Linked DNA regions of Mus musculus: all the other regions are linked to region 3. A link is a contact called in public HiChIP or PLAC-seq data. All regions are on one chromosome and are shown on one strand. The core of a region is the stretch at or near the end of the contact, and the rest is flanking DNA. Distances in the headings are between cores, read along the strand shown.

Region 1 (4,568 bases), core at 604-3,103, 440 kb before region 3:
CTAGGTACACGCAACTCTGAACAAGGGGACACATTTAACAGCTATTTCAACCAGAAGCAACTTAAGTACATTAATGACCAGCACAAGTCTGTTTCCAGGGTGGACAAGGCCCAAATTAAGATTCCCCTCCCACCACCTTTCAAAAAGAAAAACAAACAGAAAAAGATATCACACACACACACACATTGAGATGTCTGCCCATTAAAGTAGCCTAAGCAGCCGAGCATGAGCGTTACGGGAAGAGATGGATCCTTACCAGGTTGTGAGGCGGGAACGACTGCTCTGTAACCCCTACAACGGAGCCTGGCAGGAAGGAAATCACCTAAAAAAGAAACTGTCAGAGAGATTTAATAGTCACAGGTTATCATTAGGAGTTGGTTACAGTGTCACATTCATGCTTTTAGCTAAACACTTAAAAGATTTAATATTACTTTTTTTTCCGCCTCTGAAATGCGTCCGGTGACGATGTCCCACTAAGGTGTTTGACATGGTGTAAGGGAGGAGAAAGGGGTAAACGCGGATAAAGAGCAGATTACTTGACCCTACATTTTAAGAGACGACGACGCCTTCCGAGCGCACGCCGAGCAGAACTCCACCGACACCTTATCCTTGTCCACATGGAGACACACTCCTCCCGCCGCGTCGTCCTCTTCCCGCGGCTCCGGCGGCTGCTTCCCCACCGGCAGGGCGTAGTCGTGGTCGCCGGCGGGCGAGTCTCTGAAGAGGGAGGTGGTCAGCCGCAGTCCCACGCCGCTCAGTCGGCTCAGCAGGCGAGCTAGTCCGGTCTCGTTGGCCAGGACGGCCCGTAGGTAGCGACTCTCCTCCTGCAGTGCTTGCACGCGCTTGCCCAGCTCCCGATTCTCGGCCCGCAGCTCCTGGTTCTCGGCTGCCAGTCCCCGGACCCGACTCTCCAGCCCCATCACGTACTCCTTCTTCTTGAGCCGATTAAGACGGGCAGCGGCCGCCGCCGCCTTCCGGGGACTCTTGGTCGCCGCCTGGTTGCCGTCGTTGGCGCCACCGCCTCCTGCTCCCGGGGACTTTCTCCGCCTCTTCTCCCCGCCGCCGCGGTCACCGCCGCTGCTGCAGCCTCCGATGCCGTTCAACAGCCTCTGCAGCAAGTCGGAGAAGCGCTGCATCTCGGCGGCCGCGGTGTCGTCGTCGTCGTCCCCCCTCAACAGGCCGCCGCTCTCCGAGCCTCCGCCGGACGAGGACAGGGGCCCGGGCGAGCTGAGCCCGGGCTCCAGGTGCCAGTCCGGTTGCCGAGGGTCCAGCAGATCGGCCAGCTCCAGCCCGGAGAGAAAGTCCATGTCCTCCGGCTCTTCCTTGGGGACCATGGCGATCGCGTCCTCCTCCTCCTCCTCCATCTTCAGGGGCGAGGGCGCGGGCGCGCGCACGGCCACGCTGCCGCGGCTCCCGCTCCGGGCCTCCGGCTCGCCCCCGTCCCCGTCCCCGTGAGGTTGCTCGCGGTCAGGCGATCCGGGCCTCGGGGTCTCCGCCCCCGCGGCTGCCCCGCTCGGCTCCCGGGGCGGCGCGCGCGTGGCGGGCGGCTCCCGGCTGTCGCGGCGGCTCGGGAAGTCGCGGCCCGAGGCTGCCAGCAGCTTGGTCAGGCTGTGCCTCATGGGGCTGAGCGGCGGGCCCGGGTAGGCCGCAGCCACTCCGACCCCGGGCCCCCAGCGCGCAGAGCCACGGCGCCGGGCCGACCGCAGGCGCGGGGCAAGGTCCGAGTGGCCTCCGGCGGCCGCCCAACCCCCCGCACGAGGCGGGGGGAAGGCAGTGGAAGCGCGAAGCGGCGAGGCCCGGGGGAGGACTCGGCCGCGCCACCCAGACAGCGGCCTGGCCGGAAGTTACTCTCTGCCCACCCCGCCCACAAAAACGCGCTTCGCTCCAGCCAGAGTATCGCGAGATTCCGAGTGCTTTCGAGGTGCAGTAACTTCGGCTTTGCGGTGATGTCATAGGAGCAGCAGGCAAAACACAATAAAACCTAGTTTCCACCCCCCCCCCACTCATCGGTACTACCCGGTACCACTCTCCTCGATCCAATATGACATCTAGACATATTTGACGTAGCTATATTAAAAAAAAACTGTTTTTGTGAACGCTTTTATTTTTGCTGTTTCTCTCTAAACTGCAAGCAAAAAACAGCACGCATAAGGAAATAGTCCCCGTTAAAACAAAAGACTTTAAATCAGAAGTGTTACCAAATTCTGGGGAACGCAGTCACGTACTGACACTAACTCCCCAGGCGACATTCAGAGGTCCTTAGTCTCAGAAAATGATCTTTCATAATACTATTACTGCTATTATTGTCATTATTACATCATTTTTATTTATCATTTGTTTTTGCAATAAGGGTCACTTGCAGAATTAGCTCCTTTGCCAAGAGTGGGTGGTTGGTTTGTTTACTGGTCTCTTGTTTTGCTGTTTGTTTTCTGCTTTTTTTTTCTTTTGTCAAGTCATGGTAGTTACTTAGGCTTTTTCCGTTTTTAAAATACCAGCTTTTTGAAAAGACCAAGTCTTGAACAAAACACTTCACTTTTTATTCAATGAGTTCATGCACATAGCACTGATGTAACGAATTCTTTTAAGCCTCACTACACATTGGGCCAATAGTGCGGGGGGGGGGGGGGGGGGGGGGGGGGGGGGGGGGGGGGGGGGGGGCTTCTGCAACCACCAGGACAAACAAAGTAATGTAATTCAGTTTAACACACTGAGTAGCCAGTGTTGATTCAAACTTCAAGAGTATGATCCCAGAGTTCTTAATTTTAGGCATTTTTTTTAAATCATTTTATTTTATTTTATTTTTTTAGATTTATTTATTATTTATTATATGTAAGTACACTGTAGCTGTCCTCAGACACTCCAGAAGAGGGAGTCAGATCTCATTACGGATGGTTGTGAGCCACCATGTGGTTGCTGGGATTTGAACTCCTGACCTTCGGAAGAGCAGTTGGGTGCTCTTACCCACTGAGCCATCTCACCAGCCCAATTTTAGGCATTTTTAAGCAAAGCACAGTTTGGTGGAAGAGTTTCCTGCTGATAATCGAGAGTATGCAGCAATATGACCTGACCACCATGAAACTCTGTGTAAAAGTATGCATGACATCTTCCATAAAGACAAATGTCTTAATTAGGGTTTCCATTGCTGTGAAGGGACAGCATGACCAAGGCAACTCTTGTTTTGTTTTGTTTTGTTTTGTTTTGTTTTGTTTTGTTTTGTTTTGTTTTTCAAGACAAGGTTTCTCTGTATAGCCCTGGCTGTCCTGAAACTCACTTTGTAGACCAGGCTGGCCTGTCTCTGCCTCCTGAGTGCTGGGATTAAAGGCATGCACCACCACCGCCCAGCTCCAAGGCAACTCTTATAAGGACAACATTTAACTGGGGCTGGCTTACACTTTCAGAGGTTCAGTCCATTATCATCACAGAAGCAGAGCAGAATCCAGGCAGGGTCCATTTCCTCTATGGAAGGAACTCCGAGTTCCCCAGGCAGGCTGGAGTGTCTCAAAGCCCACTCTGACACTGACAGTGTTAGACCTAGTGGGGAAACCCCCACCCAATTCCCGATTCGGTGTGCACCCAAAAAATCACGAAGGACCATCATCTTGATGTAAATACATGAGGACGTTTAATTACGGAGCTCTGGACCGACATGTATCTCACACAGGAGATAACAGATGTCGGCCACGAGGCTTGAAAGCTAGGGGTTTTTATGGGGTAAGGGGCTTAGGGGTGTGGAATTCAGCATAGTGACACACTATTGGCTTATTCAAACATTAACAGAAAGATTACATGTCAGCAAAAGGGCATCAGGACCTTGTTCCTGTGGGCTGGGGGCTTATCTTTGTTCACATAGCAGTCAGTTGATGTATGACTTTACCAGGCATCAAGGGGCAGTAGACAGAGGGGAGGTTCCGGCCAGGTGGTGTTGGCCCAGACAAGATAGCCCTGCTTGTACAATCAAGCTGTTCTTAGGAATGTCTTAACAACAGCCCTGTCTGTTCTGCTTTGTTCTTGGCCCCAGGCAGTGGGCTCATAGACAACTCTTTTACATGAATCACAAGATACAAAATCTCATTTTCTTTCAACAGGCCTCTTCCAACAAGGCTACCCCTACTCTACCAATGCCACATCTCCTAATATTACCAATCCCTGATCCAAGCACATTCAAACCACCACATGGATTTTATAGATTGACAGAAAAAAATAAGCTCAAAATAAGGGTCTAGAGGAGGATCAGTTGTAGTCTCTGCCACACAGAGTAAATGTTACCAGGCTATTTTTGCTCCCAGCTTTCTGGGTGGTGTCTCTTTGAAGAGACAACAATGTGTGTTTAATATTTCTGGTTCCTCTAATGCTTATCTGTGAGCACAAGGATTTCCGTGCCTCCTACACATTTAATTACTTTTAACTCTTCCAGGATAAACACACACTAATTTTGTGTGGCCATGTTTGAAAATGATGTCTAATTGAGTGGCAGACAAAGTGATGAATCAGAGGAATATCTGACAGAGTAGGTCAGAGATAGAATACCTCCAACTCTCACGAAAATAGCACAGGAACGTAAAAGAGCA
Region 2 (4,950 bases), core at 1,152-3,651, 330 kb before region 3:
TCTATTAGCCCCTGACTCCGACTATTACAATCCATCTCAAACTCAGCCCTGTTCATTCGCCACCCGCCTATTTCTAGGTAAGGTTTGGGTTCTGAGAACTTTGGGCCCAGGTCACCTGCCACTCACATTGGAATGAAAAATATCAAGTATTTGTAGGAAATAAAGAAACCCAGGTTGGTGGGGCTTCTACTTCACGAGAACTGAGCTTTGTTTTCCAGAGTGAGATATTAGAAAGCTCTGTATAGGACACTACAGGTGACACACAATCTGATGGTTGGTTTTGTAAACTTGACACAAAATAGAGTCACCTAGGCAGGAGGAACCTCAATAGAGAACTTGCCTCCATGAGATTGGCCTGTGGGTATGTCTCCGGGAAGTATTAATGTGGGAAGGCTGAGCCCGCTATGGCCATGTCCCATAACCCCTCCCCCACCCGCCCACACATTCTGTGGGTTCTATAAGACAGCAGGCCGAGCAACCCAAGGTGGATCAAGCAAGTAAGCAGCACCCCTCCATAGCCTCTGCATCAGCTCCTGCCTCCAGGTGCTTGCCCTGTTCTAGTTCCTGTTCTGACTTCCCTCAATGATGAACTGTGATCAGGACATGTTAGCCAAACAAAACTTTTCTTCCCCAAGTTCCTTTGTTCTGAGCAGCAAAAAATAACTAGAGCACCTGTGAAGCCCCAGGAACAGCAACCCAGATGGGAAACTGGAGAGCTTTGAACAGGGACTGCTTGGTTGGCATTTCCTGCCTGTCATCCCTGCCATGGCTCATCTGTAAGAGTGAGTGCTCCTCCTGTCAGTTGTCCAGATATTAAATTGAAGAGTGAATCGAAGACCATAAGTAACACCTGCTTCTGCTAATAGCAAAGAGGAAGGCTGGATTTACAGACGCAACCTCAGTCCATCATCTTGCTGACCAACCCTCGGGTTAAAACCTTGGGTACTTAAAGAATCTCTTTCCCAGGATGCTCTGCCAGTAGAAGGGAATCAGGCGCCATCCTCGGCTTTCCTGCAAAGCGGTTGGTATGTCAGACCAGGCCTTGATCCCCGAGAGAGAGGAGGGAAACGCAGGTCAGCAGTGGCTCTCACATGATGAGGTTTTTTTTTTTTTTTTTTTTTTTTCAGAACAAAAGCAAATTGTTCTGACAGTCCCATGACTTTAAGGAAGAAAACTCAAAAGAAGGGAAACCCCCACTGGGCAATAGAAGAAGGACAAACACAAACATGTCTTAGTTAGAGAGAATGGTGCTTGACCAAAAGTATAATAAAAATAAAATCAGAAGAGCTCAGGTCAATGCGCCCCTCATCCCTGCTAGTAGCACTTACACACCCCATCATGCAAAGCTAACGACCTCATACCCTTCCTAAATCACAGTGGCATTGAAGGATGAACGGAACAACCCACAGGTACTGCAGGGAAAGCTGACGGTGGGGTGAACAGAATCAGAATCTGCCTGTCTCTCTCCCAGCAGAAAGGCCTCCCCTAAATACTCTACACCACACCCATGTGCACGCATGAAGGCCAACACTTACACCAGGGTGGAACTAACTTGTCAATTCTACCTATAGGCTTCCTTTCTCCCTGCCCTCCAGAACCACGTACATTCCACTGTCCCATTTGCATTCATGTTGCTGCCTTTCTCTCCAGCTTTCTTCTGCAGGCTCTGGATTGGCTTCATTATACTGTTTGCAACCTCTGGGCTGTTTTCATGTGTAAACTTCTAGGTTCCTTATCTGGAGTCTTACCCACTTTTATATTTTTAAATTTATTGTGAAGGAGCAATGATCTTTTAGAGGAGTTGCAGGACTCGTTTCTATGTTGACGTCTGTGTACCTGCTGGGTTGGGTACTTGTTTGGCTTTTATTTGGAGATCTTTTCAGTGAGCAGTTTATACCGTTGGTGCTCTAGTTCTCGAGCCTCAGTGTGACTATTAGATTCAGCTCCTGCTGTACCTCCCAGTACTCCTAGTTCAGTTCGAAGATGATAGAGTTTATATTTTTAAACAGCGTGGTGTGCATGCATGTGGACGAACATGAGCACTCCGAGGCACACACGTGGAGATCAGAAGACAACCTGTGAGAGTCAGGTCTCTCCTTCCAGCATGTGGGTCCCAGGGATCACGCTCAGAGCATCCAGCTCAACAGCAGGTATTGATGTGCAGAAGTGTGCATTTTCTAAGCTGTCCCCACCCACGGTGCTGTTCTGCCTGACCGTGTCTGGGGTCGCTATAGAAGATTCCCAGTAGGTCAGAAATGGCCGGTGACTGGCTAAAGAGTTCCACAATTATCAAGAGTTGAACAGATTCCTTTCTATACCAGTTGTTTGTCAGCTGTGGTGAGAGTGAGCTCACATCCCACACCCACAGTAACAGCTGCATCAGAGAAGCCTCACTGGTCCTTTGTTCAGACGAGAAAACGAAGACAAAGAGGAAAAGTTAGCCGAGTGCTTCAGGTGGCACAGCTGCCTGACATCAGAGCCAGAACTCTCAAAGAAAATGTCTTACAGGGCGGATCCTGTTTCAGTGGAAATGCAGATAACTAGATGAGATGTGCTGCGTTTCACAGCATGCCTGAAACCTGCACACTGGTAGCGAGCAGGAATTACAGACCAACCCTAGATTTAATTATTTTTCTAGGTTTCATAGTTAAAGGCGAAGAGTGGAGGGACCAGCTGATTCATTAACTAGACTGGAATTAAACCCAGAAACATAAAGTTAACTCAACCGGAGCTGTCGCTAGCTTAGTTTTAAAAGCTTCATTTTTGTAGAGTTATGCACATCCCCAGCCAGGCTGGAGGTGAGAAACTCTCTCCAGATGTGGTCACTTGGGGGGTTTCCAAAGCTAGCTACTAGATCACCTGAAAACCTTTGAAATTTCCCAGCTCTCCTATCTGGAAGAAGGCAGGGTCCTCTCAGGAATGCTCAGGAGAAATGGAAGTGGGTAACAGAGAGGGGAATAAATCAGAACACTGTACAATAAGACACATAAAATTCTAACAGCCAGACCCATTACTCTGTATCCTAATTTTAAAATTCTCTTTCCCTATTCCTACCTACCCCAAGTTATTCTCCTGTAACAGGTCCGTGGTAGGACCCCTATCTGGGAGGTTTTCATTGCAGGTTCCAGGTGACAATAATGTAGAGCGAAAGATGAGACCACTGAATTAATTGATCTTCTCCCCTATCTAAACTGCTCGAATCTAGTATTTAGGGACAAAGCAAGGAAGCTACCTAGGCCACAAACCATGAAGTCATATCACTGAGTTCAGCACCATACACCTGAGAACGAATGTCTCCATAGGAGTGACGTACACCTTAGGGCACAAATTTTAAGGAGGTACTAAAGACTTTGCCAGTACAGCAGCAACACTCAGCATCTTTGTCTCAAAATCTATGGCACCCTAGGGCACCTCAGGCTTCTCTCCCTCTTCGTATACCCACTTGTATCTCTGCTCTGCCCGAACCATGCTTTCAAAGATACATCAGTTCCTAAAATGGGCAAGACCTTCCTCCATCCTCTTTATCTTCTAAATGGATTCTTTTGAAATCCAGTGTTTGCCATGATCATTCCCAATGCCCTTGACATAAAGGGCTGTTGCTTTTAAGTCAAAAACCCTTGGAAGAAGACTGATCTTCTATGAGTCTTTGGAGACTCCCCTAAGGATTAGTCCCCTGGTCTGTGTTGTGTGGGTAGCAGAACATACTGGACAGGGTTATCACAAGGATGGCATGTTGGGCATAGTGAGTGCCCTATAAGCACCCCTTCACAAGAAGGCTCGGCATCCCACTAGCTCTCCACCTGTCCATGTTGCCTTGAGAGTGAAGTGTGACTGCCCCTGTTTTTCCTCTTACCTCAGGCGACTCTCCTCCTTCCCCTACATTCCCACCCCATTTTAGCAAGTAAATCACAGGTTCCTATGGGCATACCCATGCAGACCCCACCACTGAGGTCTTTGAAGAGATTTTTTAAACAGTCTTCTAAATTTGAGGTGTGGGTAAGAGAGAGGTGGGTGAGAGGATCCCATCCTTAAAATTCAACATTTCTCTGTTTTCCCAGTTGGGCTTTGACCCCAGTTCTAGCATGCCGTAAGTCAAGAGTGTGACACCTTGGTCTCTGTCTACACTAACTTCTCCATCTGCTTCTAACTCTTTTTTTTTTTTTCAGTACTGTGCATTATTACTGTGCTGTGTGTACCAGCACCTAGCATGGTGCTTGACACATAGCTGATACCTCATTTGTTGCTTAATTGAAGGACAGGGGAAGAGAGGGCAAAGAGGAAAATCAAGTCGATTCAAAGATACACACACACACACACACACACACACACACACACGCACACGCACACACACGCACGCGCACACACACACACACACAAGCCAAGCTGGATTATAAGGGGCATATAAAATATAAGAGAATTATAAAATTGTTTATAACTTATATTCCACATATGAATTCATGACTCTGTAATAGGCAGGACGATGATCTCCCAAATATCACCATGTGCTGTTTCCTAGAAACTATAAGTATATTGCCTTGTGTAGTAAAAAGAACTTTGGAAACGAGATGGAGGATCTTGCCATAGGGAGATTATCTGTGTTAGATTATCTAGGTAGAGCCAACATAACCATGAGGTCTTTATGAGAAGAGGGGAGGATACCTTGAAGAACTCAGTTAGAATGGTGTATTTTGAAGTTGGAGGAAGAGGTCAGGGGCATATCTTCTAAAAGCTGCAAAAGCTAGGAAACATTTTCCACAGAACTCCCAGGAGGAGCTCCCAGGAGGAACTCAGTTCCATTCACCCTTTGACATCTCTGAATCCCTGGTTTGCTAGCCAGGCCCCTACACTTTCATTTTGTTTTCTGCTTAATGTTTTGTTGTTGTTGTTGTTGCTGTTGTGCTTTGTTTTGTAGAAGTGTGGATAAAACCCAGCGCCTCACACATTCTGGCT
Region 3 (4,495 bases), core at 210-2,709:
GAGAAGCAGAGATGGTAGACAGGAAGGCCCTCCTGGCAGGTTCTCTGGACCTGAGATGAAGGGGGCTACATCAGTACACTTCCAGGGAATAGGCACTTGGGGCATCAGAGTTATTCTTTGACCTTGGTAGCGTTTTTTCCCCAACTCGTGACAGCAAATGGTTAATGAGTTAATAGTAATATGAGTTATTTAATCTTATTTCCCTAAGACTCAAGTTTTGTCCTTATAAAATGAGAATAATAAAACTGCAGATTATTCATATTAAATAAGCTGAATGTATGTATTGTTTAAACCAGTGTCTACATTTGTAACCCTCAACATGCTATTCTCTATTCTTACTTCCTTTGTCGTTGTTGTAGCTTTAAATTTCATAAAGTACTGTCAAACATAGTGATACAAAAACTACTGTCACTGGAGATATTCATCAGTACTTACATACAGTGCAATAAGATGTAAGGAAAGAAAATCAGAGAAAGAGACGTCACAGTCAGCTATTGGATGGGTCACACGGCCCCCCATGGAGGAGCTAGAGAAATTACCCAAGGAGCTAAAGGGAACTGCAACCCTATAGGTGGAACAACAATATGAACTAACCAGTACCCGGGAGCTCTTGTCTTTAGCTGCATATGTATCAAAAGATGGCCTAGTTGGCCATCACTGCAAAGAGAGGCCCATTGGACTTGCAAACTTTATATGCCCCAGTACAGGGGAACGCCAGGGCCAAAAAGGGGGAGTGAGTGGGTAGGGGATTGGGGGGGTGGGTATGGGAGACCTTTGGGATAGCATTGAAAATGTAAACGAGGAAAATACCTAATTAAAAAAAAAGAAAGAAAAAAAGAAAAAGAGACGTACCTTCCTCTCCTTACTCTGGCATTGAATGTTCTATCAAGTTTCTAAGTGATTCTAATACTCTAGACCTCCTATGTCTCCCTCTTCTCTCTTGGGGACTTTTAGCTCCTCTCCTGAGTTCATGGTGGGACTGACTGCCATGACATCACACTGCCACACATCACAGCTCCAGGACATCACCTTTTCCTTCTTTAGTCACTGAGGCCTCTGCATCTTAATCAGAAAAAGCTGGACCTCCCCATCCCCTCAAGGGCAGCAAGGGTTTAGCCCACAGGGCTTAGTCTGTAAAAAAGGGCCTTTCTCTTGGGGAATGCCCAATGCAGTGAGAGGGCTGGGTGAGAGATTTGGTGTCACCCACAAGGTTTCTTCATCTTCTTTGCTTTGCTCTTCTCTGATGCTCTGGCTGGGGAACCCCAGCTCACTCATCTCTTATCTAAGATATCGATCTTACACCCGGGTTGTCTTCGGTGGGTAGAGAGGGCTGAAGTAAGTGTCCCCACCTACATCTCACATTTCACACGGAAGTTTTACAGAGGTTTCAGTCCTCTGTAAGGCCTGCCCTATCTTGCTCAAATTAGTCAGAACCATTATTATGCAGGAATTCTCTCTCAAACAATGAGTAACAGAGCTCAACCGTCCTCTAAGGCAGGCTGAAGAGATGCTCCCTGCCTAAGTCTGTTCAAAGAAATTCTTTAAAGAACTTAGAAAATTGTCGCAATAAAGGTTTTTAAGGAGGAAGGCTATGAAAGCCCAGAGCAAGATTAGTGGATTTGGGAAAGTAGCAGCTGCAGCCCGCTGGTTCAGGACCCCTCTGCCTACAGTAGGTCAGGCATCTGGAGGTTTGTTTAACAGACTCTTTCTATAAAATCCTAAGAGGTACTCATCTGAAAAAAGTATCTCTTCCCCTCTCACATTCTTGATACTAGCACATGAAGCTAGCCTTGCTTACCTCTTGCTAAGACACTTAAAATAGAAACAGATTAGGCAGAACTGGTATTGTAGGCCTTCTATTCCAGCTGCTTAGGAGTTTGGGACTTTCGGTTCACAAGTTCAAGGCCTGCCTGCACTACAGAGTGAGTTCAAGCACAGCCTGCACAACTTAGTAAAACTCTGTCTCAACATAAAATGTAATAAGAGAGCTGGGGATATAGACTTTGATGGGAAAGCCCTTGACTAGTGTATGTAAGGCCTAAGGTTCAATTCCCAATACATTTAGAAATATACAGTATCATTAAAGAGCTCATGGGGTTAGAGAGAGGGCCCAGTGGTTAGGAGCACTTCCTATACAATCTTAATGACTAGAGTTTTGGTTCCTAGGACCCACATAATAAGTGTCCCATGAATTCCAACCCCAGCTCCAACAGAGGTAGAAACAGGAGGCTCACCATTGGCTTCCGGCCACACCAATAAAATGTGAGTCTCAAGATCAGGGAGATATCTTGTCTCCAAGAAATAGGCAGAGAGTGATAGATTAAGTCCTGCCCTCTTCTGTCCTCTGCACTCATGCACAGGCTCACATACCTCCACAAACATGTGTGCCACACACACGTGGACATACAGTCACACACACACATGCACAAATATACAAATGTTTAAAAAATGTTAATGAGTTTGATTGGTAGACTACATGAGTAACTGGGTTAAATTAACAGATGGATCATGAAGGCTCACAATGCCCTATGCCACTCAAGCTCTGATTTTTCAGATGTCCTTTACTTTGCTCATCGTTGTTGGTGATATCAGTAATCTTTCTGGTGGCTCACCTGTGACAGCCTTCCACCAGCCTCCTCTGGTCCATTGTGCCTCTGGCTCTTACCTTGGATCCTAGTTCTGGATACTTTCGCTCTTCTCTTTTCTCTCTTTGCTTTCTCTTCCTTTTCTTTGAGACAGAGTCTCACTATGTATCTTGGTTGGCCAGAAACTCACTCTGGAGACCAGGCTGGCCTTTAATTCAGAGATCCGTCTGCTTCCATTTCCCCATTGTTGGGACTGAAGGCAAGTGCCACACCCTGGCCACCAGATATCATTTATAATTGCACTGTCCTAGATATTCTCAGTCTAAGCAGACTGAAACATTGGAAACCCACAGCCTATGTACAGAACACTCAAACCTCAATGTGATTTATGTTTTTTAACTCCCAATCTGATATAACACTAGCTATGCTGTTATCTTCAAGAAATGCAATCAACTTTTGGGTTGATCCTCTTTGAAGATTCTCCTTGCTTCCTTTCTACTATGAACTTAATACTATGAGAGAATGCTACCCTCACTGTCCAAGATAGCAGCTGCAGTTGAATAATGACCATGAAAAGATTTCCTGGAAGCTTCAAATGTTGTCTTATTTGATAGATTTTTAAAAAAAGTGTGTGTGTTGGGGGGATTTTCAGATACAATAAATTTAAAGATCTTAGGTTGGGGAGAGACTCTATTACCTGGGTAGACCCTAAATGCTTCCTAAGTGTCCTCAAAAGAAAGATGCGAAGGAGATTTGGTATACTAAGAGCTACTGTGCTCTGCACGTTCCCAACCAGTTCTCCCATTAATTAGTCAATACTTCTGAAAGCTTCATTACGGGATGGTATTTATAAAAAATACCCAGAAAACATTGAAAACTGCCAAAACATTTTCCAAGATACCAAAAGGTTAAACATACCGATTTCTCTATATCCTTAGCCAAAGACACAGACGTTGAATTCGTTTGGATCATTGGAGAATGCTTAGGTGACACTGAGTCAGGAGCCAGGAGGCTGATGGAATGAAAAAAAGAGAAAGTGTCAAAGGTTGTCATCCTTGATGCACAAATAGCAAAGGCTTAAGACCTGGCAGACCTTAAGGGTTGGAGCTTTTTTAGACTGTGAGGTCAAAGTCCTGAGGAAGGATTCAGTAGCTTAAGTAAGGTAGGATAAAGGATATCTAGTGGTTGATAAGTCATGGAAACAAAGAGTGAGGAGTAATCTCTAAGACCTTGAGTTGGCCTAGGATATGTGAATTTAGGATACAGAAGGAAGGAAGAAGAAAGACATACTTCCCAGGCAGGAAGAAAGGCGTTAATACTACTTAAGTCGATATGCTTGTGCTTATTTATGGAGTATAGTGTTGTATGGTATTGTATTGTATTGTATTGTATTGTATTGTATTGTATTGTATTGTATTATAATTCAAGACACTTACCTACTTTACAATAATAAAATTGAGATAATTAGTGTATGTCCTCAAAAATCACTTCCATGTGTTAGAAACTTTCAGACTCTAATCATTTTAAGTGTATGCTCCTCCTCCCTTCCTGCCTTCTAATTTACTCCTATTCTACCATCTATTCTAAGAGACCAGTTGCTTTTTAGCTCCCACAGATGGGCTAGAGTATGCAGCACTCGAGTGTCTTTCTGTGCTTGTTAATGTGATGAAAGGCTGTGCTGCAGCTTTGTGTTAAAAACCTTGCCTGGCTGTACAAGGTCCTGAGTTAGATCCACAGAACTGAATGGTAGTGGAGGAGCAATGGTATCTATGAGGACCAGTGATGAGGATTTTGAATCAAGCTAGCCAGATCAAGCAGTCGGGGTGGTGGAGTGACAAAAAAAAAAGTATTTTTTTTTTTTGTCTTCTCATAAGGTAGGATGAATTAGAGAAATGAAAGCAATATAAGAA

Evidence for each region. HiChIP or PLAC-seq counts read pairs in DNA pulled down with a chosen protein or histone mark.
Region 1: an H3K4me3 HiChIP or PLAC-seq map of embryonic stem cells shows a contact between it and region 3, with 13 read pairs. The contact joins the promoter of Crebzf here to the enhancer-like site in region 3. A contact is called at or near these places in 9 of 39 promoter capture datasets (3T3-L1-derived adipocytes, the C10 cell line, cranial neural crest and 4 more), 1 of 15 datasets of contacts at CTCF or cohesin (the NIH/3T3 cell line), 7 of 484 Hi-C or Micro-C datasets (the AML12 cell line, bone marrow-derived macrophages, conventional dendritic cells and 3 more), 31 of 115 datasets of contacts at active chromatin or transcription factors (the 230-238 cell line, CD8 T cells, the NIH/3T3 cell line and 22 more) and 1 of 9 other capture datasets (adipose tissue).
Region 2: an H3K27ac HiChIP or PLAC-seq map of regulatory T cell precursor shows a contact between it and region 3, with 3 times the contacts expected there. The contact joins two enhancer-like sites. A contact is called at or near these places in 5 of 39 promoter capture datasets (the 3T3-L1 cell line, hippocampal neurons, liver and 2 more), 3 of 484 Hi-C or Micro-C datasets (memory CD8 T cells and natural killer cells), 7 of 115 datasets of contacts at active chromatin or transcription factors (CD8 T cells, effector CD8 T cells, memory CD8 T cells and 3 more) and 2 of 9 other capture datasets (liver and pancreatic islet).

What each region holds. Positions count from the first base shown.
Region 1 is chr7:90,440,066-90,444,633 of GRCm38.p6, reverse strand. Crebzf (CREB/ATF bZIP transcription factor) reads right to left here and starts at 1,853. Exons shown (of 1, transcript NM_145151.3): 1 at 1-1,853. The coding sequence starts at 1,619. The coding sequence ends at 543.
Region 2 is chr7:90,339,207-90,344,156 of GRCm38.p6, reverse strand. All of the region lies in intron 1 of Sytl2 (synaptotagmin-like 2), which reads right to left. Among named protein-coding and RNA genes, the nearest start is that of Sytl2, 39 kb to the right of the region's middle. Within about 2 kb of position 2,401, at least 46 of the 459 cell types and tissues checked have an H3K27ac peak or open chromatin away from gene starts, as enhancers often do. A contact at or near this core is called in CD8 T cells, memory CD8 T cells, regulatory T cells and 2 more, where this site is marked.
Region 3 is chr7:90,004,170-90,008,664 of GRCm38.p6, reverse strand. No RefSeq gene overlaps it. Among named protein-coding and RNA genes, the nearest start is that of E230029C05Rik, 23 kb to the left of the region's middle. Within about 2 kb of position 1,459, at least 48 of the 459 cell types and tissues checked have an H3K27ac peak or open chromatin away from gene starts, as enhancers often do. A contact at or near this core is called in CD8 T cells, differentiating embryonic stem cells, effector CD8 T cells and 7 more, where this site is marked.